Linked DNA regions of Anas platyrhynchos: region 1 is linked to region 2. The links are chromatin contacts, called in public Hi-C maps. All regions are on one chromosome and are shown on one strand. The core of a region is the stretch at or near the end of the contact, and the rest is flanking DNA. Distances in the headings are between cores, read along the strand shown.

Region 1 (4,137 bases), core at 1,385-3,884, 43 kb after region 2:
ACCTCTCTGTACTTTCTTGCTTTGTGCTTTTTTTCTTCAACTCGTTATATGGCTCATGGTCAAGTTTACTGTTACACTATTGTTAGTAATTGTCCTTGTAACATACCAGCACAGGCTGGGAAACCATTTCTTGAGTCTTGAATCTTAAAAGTGAGACACGTGCAGAAAGGCAGAAGACAGAGCAGAATGCAGGAAGCTGCTTGCAGTTTTATCAAGATTGTAGCTGAGGAATTAATGCATCCAAATTTCTCTACAGGCATCTGTTTACATATTTGCTACTCCTTTAAAGTGATAAATGTGTAGCTTCAGACAGTTGTGTGTGATCTGAAGTTCTTCTGGCAGGAAAGTTGTTGCGAATGGCTTTTCTCTAGTGTTTGTTTCTGACCCTCTCATCTCAGTCTTGTTGTTGATTACACCAGATGAACTAAAAAGTTAGGTTCACTGTACTTTTAATTTGTGTCTGGTGATTAAGATTTTGTGCTCCATGTAGGTGAATGTAGTATCTGCATCAGGAGCATATGTAGTCACGTAAGCATGTTTTTTTCCTTTTGACCTTGAAGTGAAAAAGAAAATAAAACTAGAGCAAAGGACCACAGGCTAGAAACTTATTTTCTAGAAATGCTTTGTCTTTCACATTTTTTTTTCTGCAGCAAATGCGAGACTTTGAGGGAAGGCTGAGAGTGCCATACAACCCTGATGAGTTGACAGAGCAAGTCCATTTAGTGTGCTGAATGAAGATACTCAAGCAGGGAGGGAAATCAGGTGGTTGTGCTAATAAAAACAAATTATATTACTCAGGCTAAGCAAGGAGCTGTTTCTGACATTTCAGAACTTTGTTTCTGTCGTCTTATGCGATTTCTGTTTGTTTTGTAACTTTGTCAACATTGTGCAACAGTTTGGGGAGAAAAATTTAAAGACATGATTCATCTGCAAGATTAGACCTGTAGTTGACTAAACGATAATTACAGTGTAATATCCTTTTTTTCTGTGGACCTACATTAGAACAGAATGAACGTCTGCTGTTTGACAGAGATTGCTGTGAGAGCGCTAGACAATGAGCATTGAGAATTGTGAGGTGAAGCCTGAGTTCTGCATTGTGCTCTAGGCACAAATGTTTCCTGTCACTTTTTTTTTTCCCCGAGTGGGTAAGTTTCTTCAGAACTTCTTGAGAAGATGATGTTTTGGAGCTGTTGAGAGTGTCTTAGGGCAGCTGATGTGGTGCTCTGTCAAACTTGTGGAAGTTGTGCACAAATACAGAAACTTAGAGACTTGTCTAGGCATAAGTTTTGGGTGGCTGGAAGAAGAGACATCTAAAGAGTGTTGTGTGGTACACACCCAGCTTGCTTTGTGCATGACGACTCCTGCCTCCCTTCTGCTTTTCTGGGCTAGTCTTGGGTCTCAGAAGCTGGTTGTTCTTCCCACAGTATTCTCTGTGATGTGGCTCTGAGAGAGGATAATGAGGTATAGCTATAGTTGGAAAACTTTGGACAGGTAGATAATACTGTGTGCTGTTAGGAAATATTATTTGGCAAAACTACCCATACTGGTTTCCAGTATATGCAGCATGTTGTCTTGTATGGATGTCTGAGTTGTTGCTTATCGGGTTTTTGTTTTAATCTGAGAAAAACATAATATTTGTGGTACATTCTTGAGAAACCCCTTTATCTGGGGCAGACATTAACCCCTTGCATTAGTAGAGGCTGGAGACTGGCTGGGAAGTAGCTCTGCTGAAAGGGCCCTGGGGGAGTGTTCTGGGCATGAGCATGAGTCAACAGCTGAGCATGAGTCAACAGCTTGTCCAGGCTGAAAAAAGGCTGTCAGCATCCTGGGTTGTATTAACAGGAGTGCAGCCAGTGGTTTGAGGGCAGTGATTGCGCTCCTATACTTAGCACTCATAAGACTGAATCCAGAATACAGTGCCCAGTTTCGCCACCGCCCTCCCTGTGCTAGAAGGACCTTGACAAATGAATAAAATTAGGAGTGGGGTCCCCAGGACTATCAAGGCTGAAGTACTCGTGTGAGGAGAGGCAGATGAAATGGGGCTGCTTCTGCTTGGGGAGAGATGGTTGTGGGGAGAGCTAATAGCCACCTGCCCACATCTGGGGGAAAGTCATCAAGATGATGTAGCTGTTGAGAATGGGAGTACTCCTGCCTCCTAGCAGGTAGTGTTATTCACAGCACAGGAGCTGGAGACACTGTCATAAAGAGAAATAGGAGGTTTCAACTGGATATATGGAAACCCATTTACCACTGGGGACGGGCAGGCAATGGAGGAGGTTACCCATAGAGGTTGTGTGGGCTCTGTCATAGGAGGTTTTCATGACACCACTGGACAAACCCCTGAGCAGACTGATCTTACTCAGAGGTGACTTTGTGCTCAGTGGGAGGCTGGACTACAGACCTCCTGAGGTACCTTCCCATCCAAGTGATTCTGTGAATCTGAAAGTCTTATGTTAAGCTCCACTTACATGCAAACAAAAGTACTGCTGTGTTGAATCGAACTGCTCTCTGAGAGAATTGGATTTAGTCATTTCTCTTGACCAGCTCTGTACAGAAGACCATCTTTGACCCTGGGTCTGGGAGGGGTGGAGTTAAATTCCCCACAGCAGCCCATGGAGTGTTGTGTCCAGCAACTGCAGCTAGAACAGCCCTGATATCGCAGCAGTGTTTTGTCTATTGCTGAGCAGGCTTGGCGCAGTATCAAAACTCTCCTCCCTTTTTTTTCTTTTTTCCTTTAAACGATGCTTATCTCAACCTGCAAGCGTTTGTTTGCGGTCATATTTTCTCCTCCCCATACCTCTTCCTTTGACAACGTCAGTTGGCCATTGGTGTGAAACCACGACAGACCCTCCTCGTATAGTCCATGTAATCTTTGCTGATTGACCTTTGGGGTGAGCCTTTGTGTTCCTGTTGTTCACTCCTGTTCTGTATGTGTGAATACATGTGGGCCTCTCAGGGAAAGATTGGCTTCATAGAAACAGCTCTTTCAGAACACCTGTATGCATATCCACCTACCTTGTACTTTCTGACACCAGTTTTAGACTGTGGGTACTTTTGAGGGGGGGGGGGGGGGGCAGAGTAAAGGACAGCTGGCCTCAAGAAACACTACTTCCTTGGAGATCCCATGGCTCAGGAGGAGGATGTGTCACTGTGTGACAGGCCATAGCTGTGATCTGAAATGCAACTGAGATCTTGTTATATATACTATAGCAAGGAGAAATGCATGACCTAAATAGGTTCTTCACCAGCAGTGAGAGTTCTTAATTTGATGATTATTCTGACTTCCTAGTTAACATTACTTTGAAGTACTAATATAATGCAGCTAAAATTGAAATGCATTAACTTCTTAACAACTTAAGTTCTCCACCCACATCTTACACTGGGAAAAAATATTTCTGAGTGTTGAAGTTTGTGTTAAGCAATAGTTCAGATTATTTCATCAGTCCATGCTGCACAGCTGAGTGACTCTGCATACCCAAAATGTACATTTCAGATTAGGAGATCTGGCAAAGCTGCACTCTTTCTAATCACTTTCAGCAAAAGAGGCTGGCAAAAACTGCTTCCCTTGCAAAGTGCTGCTTAACACTAGTGAATTCTTTCAAAAAAAAAAAAATTGTAGAGGTTGCAGTATGAGTTTCTCCTGCAAGAAGGAATATGAGAAGAAATAAAAGTAATATTTCTAAGAATGAATTGATGTAACCCATAGTGATTTATTTCTCAAAAGCTATTTAAGACTTCGTGCAGAAACTGAAATGCGTGTCTTCAAAACTCTGCCTCTTTAACTATAGAACTAAAAATGTTTCTTCTTTCAGCTACTTCATTTGGGTCTTATTTCCTGTCCTTTGTTTCCTCATTTTCTTTTCCTCCAGACATTGCTTGTTTACATCATTAGGCTAGCCCCATAGTTTTCCATGTCCTTGCATCTTCAACCAGTTGTACCAGAAGTCTCAGGAAAGATTATGGTGTTGAAGTAAAATCTTCCTATTCTACTTCAGAAACAATTCTGAAGTCCATTGTTTGTTCTGTGGTGGGGTTTAGTACTTCCTGAGTATTGAATTTATTTTCATCTAACAGAGTAGTATCAATACTGAAAATGTGATGTCTGTTTTTTTACGCTTAAATTTTCAATGTAAAATA
Region 2 (4,491 bases), core at 1,797-4,296:
ACTTGATTTCTCGTTATTATTAAAAGGTCGTAGTAATGTAAAGCTACACACTTAAGATTTCCACCGTAACTTTAGTTTCAGTTATTATCACTAATGCCTTATAAAAAATGGGATTTCAGGTTAATCCAAACAACTCCTTTGGTGCCAACTTGCTCCCACAGTTACTCTGGCAGCAGAGGAGAGGAGAGCGCAATGCTGCCTCTTTGCTCCTCTGTGCCCACTCCCTGCGGTGTTCCCCTAGTTAGGGCCTAGTCTGCACTCTGTCTTGTGAGAGCTAGAGAGAGGGGAAAAACAACAACACCATAGTGTATAAAAACACTTGGGATGTCAAGCCTGGGAATGCTGGAAAAGCCTTACTGGCATACCTTGCAGGGACTGGGATGTAGTCTTCTTGGCTGGATTTATGTGTTTTGAACAACAGGATAATCCTTGTCAAAATTATTTTGTGGATTTAGTCACAGATTTCTCTATCTAGCTTTGAAAATGTCAGCTGGTCTGCATAGTGATTTCAGGGAATTCAGTGAAAACTGCACATACAATTATTTCATTAACAAACTGGCTTTGTATGCAGATGGATCAGGCAGCAGAAGGAAGTCATCAGGAAACATTTTTACAGGTGCACAGACACCAAATCTGTGTCATGGTCCAGTTACCAACATGGGTAAATATTGAACTCTTGAAACATCCCAAACTAAATTAATTCAAAGATCTGTATTTAAACTGGATGATGGCTATTTGCAATCAATTTTTCTTCCTACTTTTAGCTATGGCTCAAGTAAAAAATAAACGTTTTGTATCAATATATTTGCATGCCAGCTTGGGTGCTCATATTCCAGATAGTAGTGACCCAGAGAAACTTACCACATTTTACCACATTGTCCTGGTTTCAGTTAGAACATTTAGGTAAAACTAAAATAAAAGTCCCAAGAATGGAAAATCGAAATATCCTATGAAAAAAATAATAAAGAAAAATGAAAATTGCAGGGAAAATGTTATTTAAAGAGAAGAGAGTATAAAACTAGAATTTTCCAAAAATATTCATAGACAAATAAATTAAAGTGCAGAACAGTCAACATAACCCAGAAAATCTTTCAAATATTGCTAGGTGTTATAATGAGTAGAACAGCCTCCTGAGAAGTTACTGCTCTATTTAGCATTCACATCTTGATTTTTTTTTTATCGAGAGCATAATAAAGATACATATTTTCATATTCAATACATCCCCAATTTTGACATGATGAATTTTTCTCTAGATACTACTTTGAACTCTGTAGCTTTGCTGACCTAATAGCTAAAAGTTCGTTGTTTTTTTTTAAAGGAAAACTTTTGTTGTCATGTTATACTGTATTTTCCAAAAGATAATATGATTTGTGTCCTTCTGTTATTTAAGGAGAGACCTTAAATTACTCTGTTAACTAGGTCCTTTGTAAGTATAGCACTGTAAAAAAGCATTATATACGGTTGTTTCAGAGATGTGTTTATGTCATGTTTCACCCAGGATTGTAGAAGCCACTTTCAGCTTTTGGGTTCAGCTGCCAATGAAACCTCCAGTTTTGTAACATCTGACTGCAGCCTGGGACAACTGCAGTCGTGGTCAAACAAACCAGCAGAGCATCTGAAGCTTGTGCTCACGATTCACCCATGGCCAGAATGCAGGGAAAGCCAGTGAAAGGCTCAGATGGCAGCAGGAGTTTCTAAATGGCTAAAGCTATACAGCTGCAGTCTGTTACACAGAGAAAGTGCATTTCTTGCTGTTATTCAGGTTAGCAAAAGTAAACGTGCCACTACAATGGCAAATGCGTTTGCTTCAGACCACTTAAGAAAACAGTGAAGTAAATGAGTTTAAAAAAACAAGACCTGTGCTATCTATTTCCTATTATTACTAAGTAACTTCCTTCCATCATAACAAATGCTGAACAAGCTTAATTTAAGTATTCCAGTTAGCAAGGATATGACTCATGCAGCCTTGAAACAGCCAAATTCTAGGGTAATTGTACATTTGAAAAGTCTGGAAGATAAGAACCTGCAGGTTTGAGTTTGGCAGCTCGATTTTTTTATTTTTTTTATTTTTTCTAACACTTCCCCTTCCACAGTTATCTCTGCTCCAGCTGTTTTTGTGAATTAATCATCTTTGGAAATGTGTCACCTTTCTCTCCCCAAAGGCTTTATTGCCACCTAAGCTTTTGTGAGCATGACACATGGCTCCTTTTTCCCTACCTAACATTCTTTGCTTGCTCAGCGCTCAGGATGGCAGCACACAGATGTCAGCGGTGCTGTCATTTTGGCAGCACCACGTTGTGCACTGATAGAAGAGGACTGCGGGGAAAGGAGGTTTGCTTCAGGCAGAGACATAGCAGCAGGACCACTGTCCCTGGCCAGCAGGATTATCAGGAAAACTGGCAGAACCCATTATAGCAGGGCTTTCTTCTCCCAAGCACATACTTCTACATGTGCACACCCACAGCCCTGAGGGTCTTCTCCCTCCTGTTACAGCATCCTTGCACATATATACACAGAGAAGAGGGGAGAAGATGCCAAATCAAGCTCTGATTTCCCAAATCAGTGAGCATTAATACCTGCTGTGATGTATGCAGAAGTCATGCTTTCAACACTTGAAGTGCTCTGTGATGCACCACAGTGCATCTAAGGTGCTCTAAATACTCCAGACTGTGATACCTTGTGTATCTCTGAACAGGCCCCATTAATGCACATTTTATGTGAGGCACATCTGTGTGTGCCTCAGTTCCAGCTGAAAGAAGGAGGTGGGTGGGCAAATAAGGAAAATTAATTTATCTTACCACGGCACAATGTAGGAAAAGTAATGTGGGAGACTCACAGATAATACACTGATGAACATCCTTGGAAAATACATGATGAAACTATTGACTGTCTTCTTGACAATCTACCTTGCTTGAACCAGTATCAGCCACCTACAGGTTCTTCAGTGTTCTTCACAAAGAGTGCTATGCATTAGTCATAGCTGTATGCATGAAAGATGGCAATCATTCACACAATACCTCAGCCCAGGCTTTCTAGACTGCACAGTCCAGTGGTTCAAACTGTAGAAAGCACAAGATTTAGCATGAGTCACTCAGCATTTCTACACGTTGATCACCAGTTCCCCCTTCTAAACCTCAGTTCCTTTAATTCCCCCATACTCTTTACCCCTTCCTGAGCAAGCAGCATCAGTCTGGAGCTCAGATCCGGTTGACTGGTGGTCTCATGACGTGGTCTGATGATTGCTGCATCCTTCATACAGTTTCCAAAAGTTACAACCATACAATGTTTTGTGGCTTGGTGCTGGTACACAACAGCAAGATCCTTTGCCAGCTTGTAGGTGCTGGCTGTGAGATATGTTTTCTTTCTCTGAACTACGTAGTAACATATGAGAATAGTTGCTCCATGGATTTAATTATTTGTCTGAATTTTATATTAAACTTTAATACAGAAATTAGGGAAATGAAATGAGGATGTGAGTGCTGATGTAACAAACGTGTGGCGAGGGGCGAGGCTATCTTTTGGGTGCTCAGGATTAGTACAGGGATATGAGAACTGCAAGTGACAGAAAGGAACTAGTTACAGCTGAGAAGAGGAACTGGTGAGTGAGTTGTATGCCTTAACTGCTTTCTTGCTTGCTTTTTATGGCTAGCATCAGTGGGATGTACAGACTGTTATCCTTAGCTCAAAATTAAAAAGCTTTTGTTTGGACGTTTCCCAAGGCTTTTCTACACAAACATTTTGTACTGGAATATTTACTTCATTTAGGGTTATGCTTTTGTCTAATATGCCTAGTACCAGTGGAGCTACCTGTGGTATAGATGCTTATAGCACTGTAGGTGGTTCTCATATAGAAAGAGGAATAACCATTATATGGCTCTGTTCTTCTAGTACAGATGAATCCATGCCGAGGGCTGTATTTGCATTAAAAATACTCAAATTATAGCCTTGATAAATAGCCTATGTGTTGTAAAAACTACACTGAAGCTAGAGCACTTTGGCACTGAAATAAATGCATCCCCACTAATCGGCCTTTACTGCTTTCATTGCACAAGCTGAGTTTGTTGCTTTTATTAACTAGATCCGCAGTTACCCACACGAAGGGGCAGTGATGTGATGTTCTGTGATGAAAAACCTCCCACTTCTGTCTTGTGACTGCTCCACAAGCATATGGCACATCCCGGTGCGCAACCCAGGCTGCCCTGTGCCTACAGACTTCCTCCGCAGCACTGATTACTTCAGTCCCTCCTGCTTCTTCCTTTGACTCGTGTCTGTTGCTCTCCCCTGCTCTGCCTGAGCAGCTTAAATAAGTCAACCACACTCAGAATTGGTAAGAGTAGCCAGAAGCAAAGACATCATTTGAAAACACCACCTGCTAAATACCTTAACCACCTCTCAGTCAGACCCTTCTGTATCCATGTCCTTACAGAAAATACTAAGCAAGTATTAATACTCATGGGAGACTGGCACATTCAAACATACTCATAAATACAG

What was found. Hi-C and Micro-C count contacts between places; a contact is called where the count stands out from the background.
Region 1: a Hi-C map of liver shows a contact between it and region 2, with 3 times the contacts expected there. The contact joins two enhancer-like sites. A contact is called at or near these places in 3 of 8 Hi-C or Micro-C datasets (liver, skeletal muscle and subcutaneous adipose tissue).

The regions. Positions count from the first base shown.
Region 1 is chr1:109,536,802-109,540,938 of IASCAAS_PekinDuck_T2T, forward strand. The region is part of intron 5 of BACH1 (BTB domain and CNC homolog 1); the gene reads left to right. Among named protein-coding and RNA genes, the nearest start is that of BACH1, 24 kb to the left of the region's middle. Within about 2 kb of position 2,635, at least 8 of the 8 cell types and tissues checked have an H3K27ac peak or open chromatin away from gene starts, as enhancers often do.
Region 2 is chr1:109,493,780-109,498,270 of IASCAAS_PekinDuck_T2T, forward strand. No RefSeq gene overlaps it. Among named protein-coding and RNA genes, the nearest start is that of BACH1, 19 kb to the right of the region's middle. Within about 2 kb of position 3,047, at least 1 of the 8 cell types and tissues checked has an H3K27ac peak or open chromatin away from gene starts, as enhancers often do.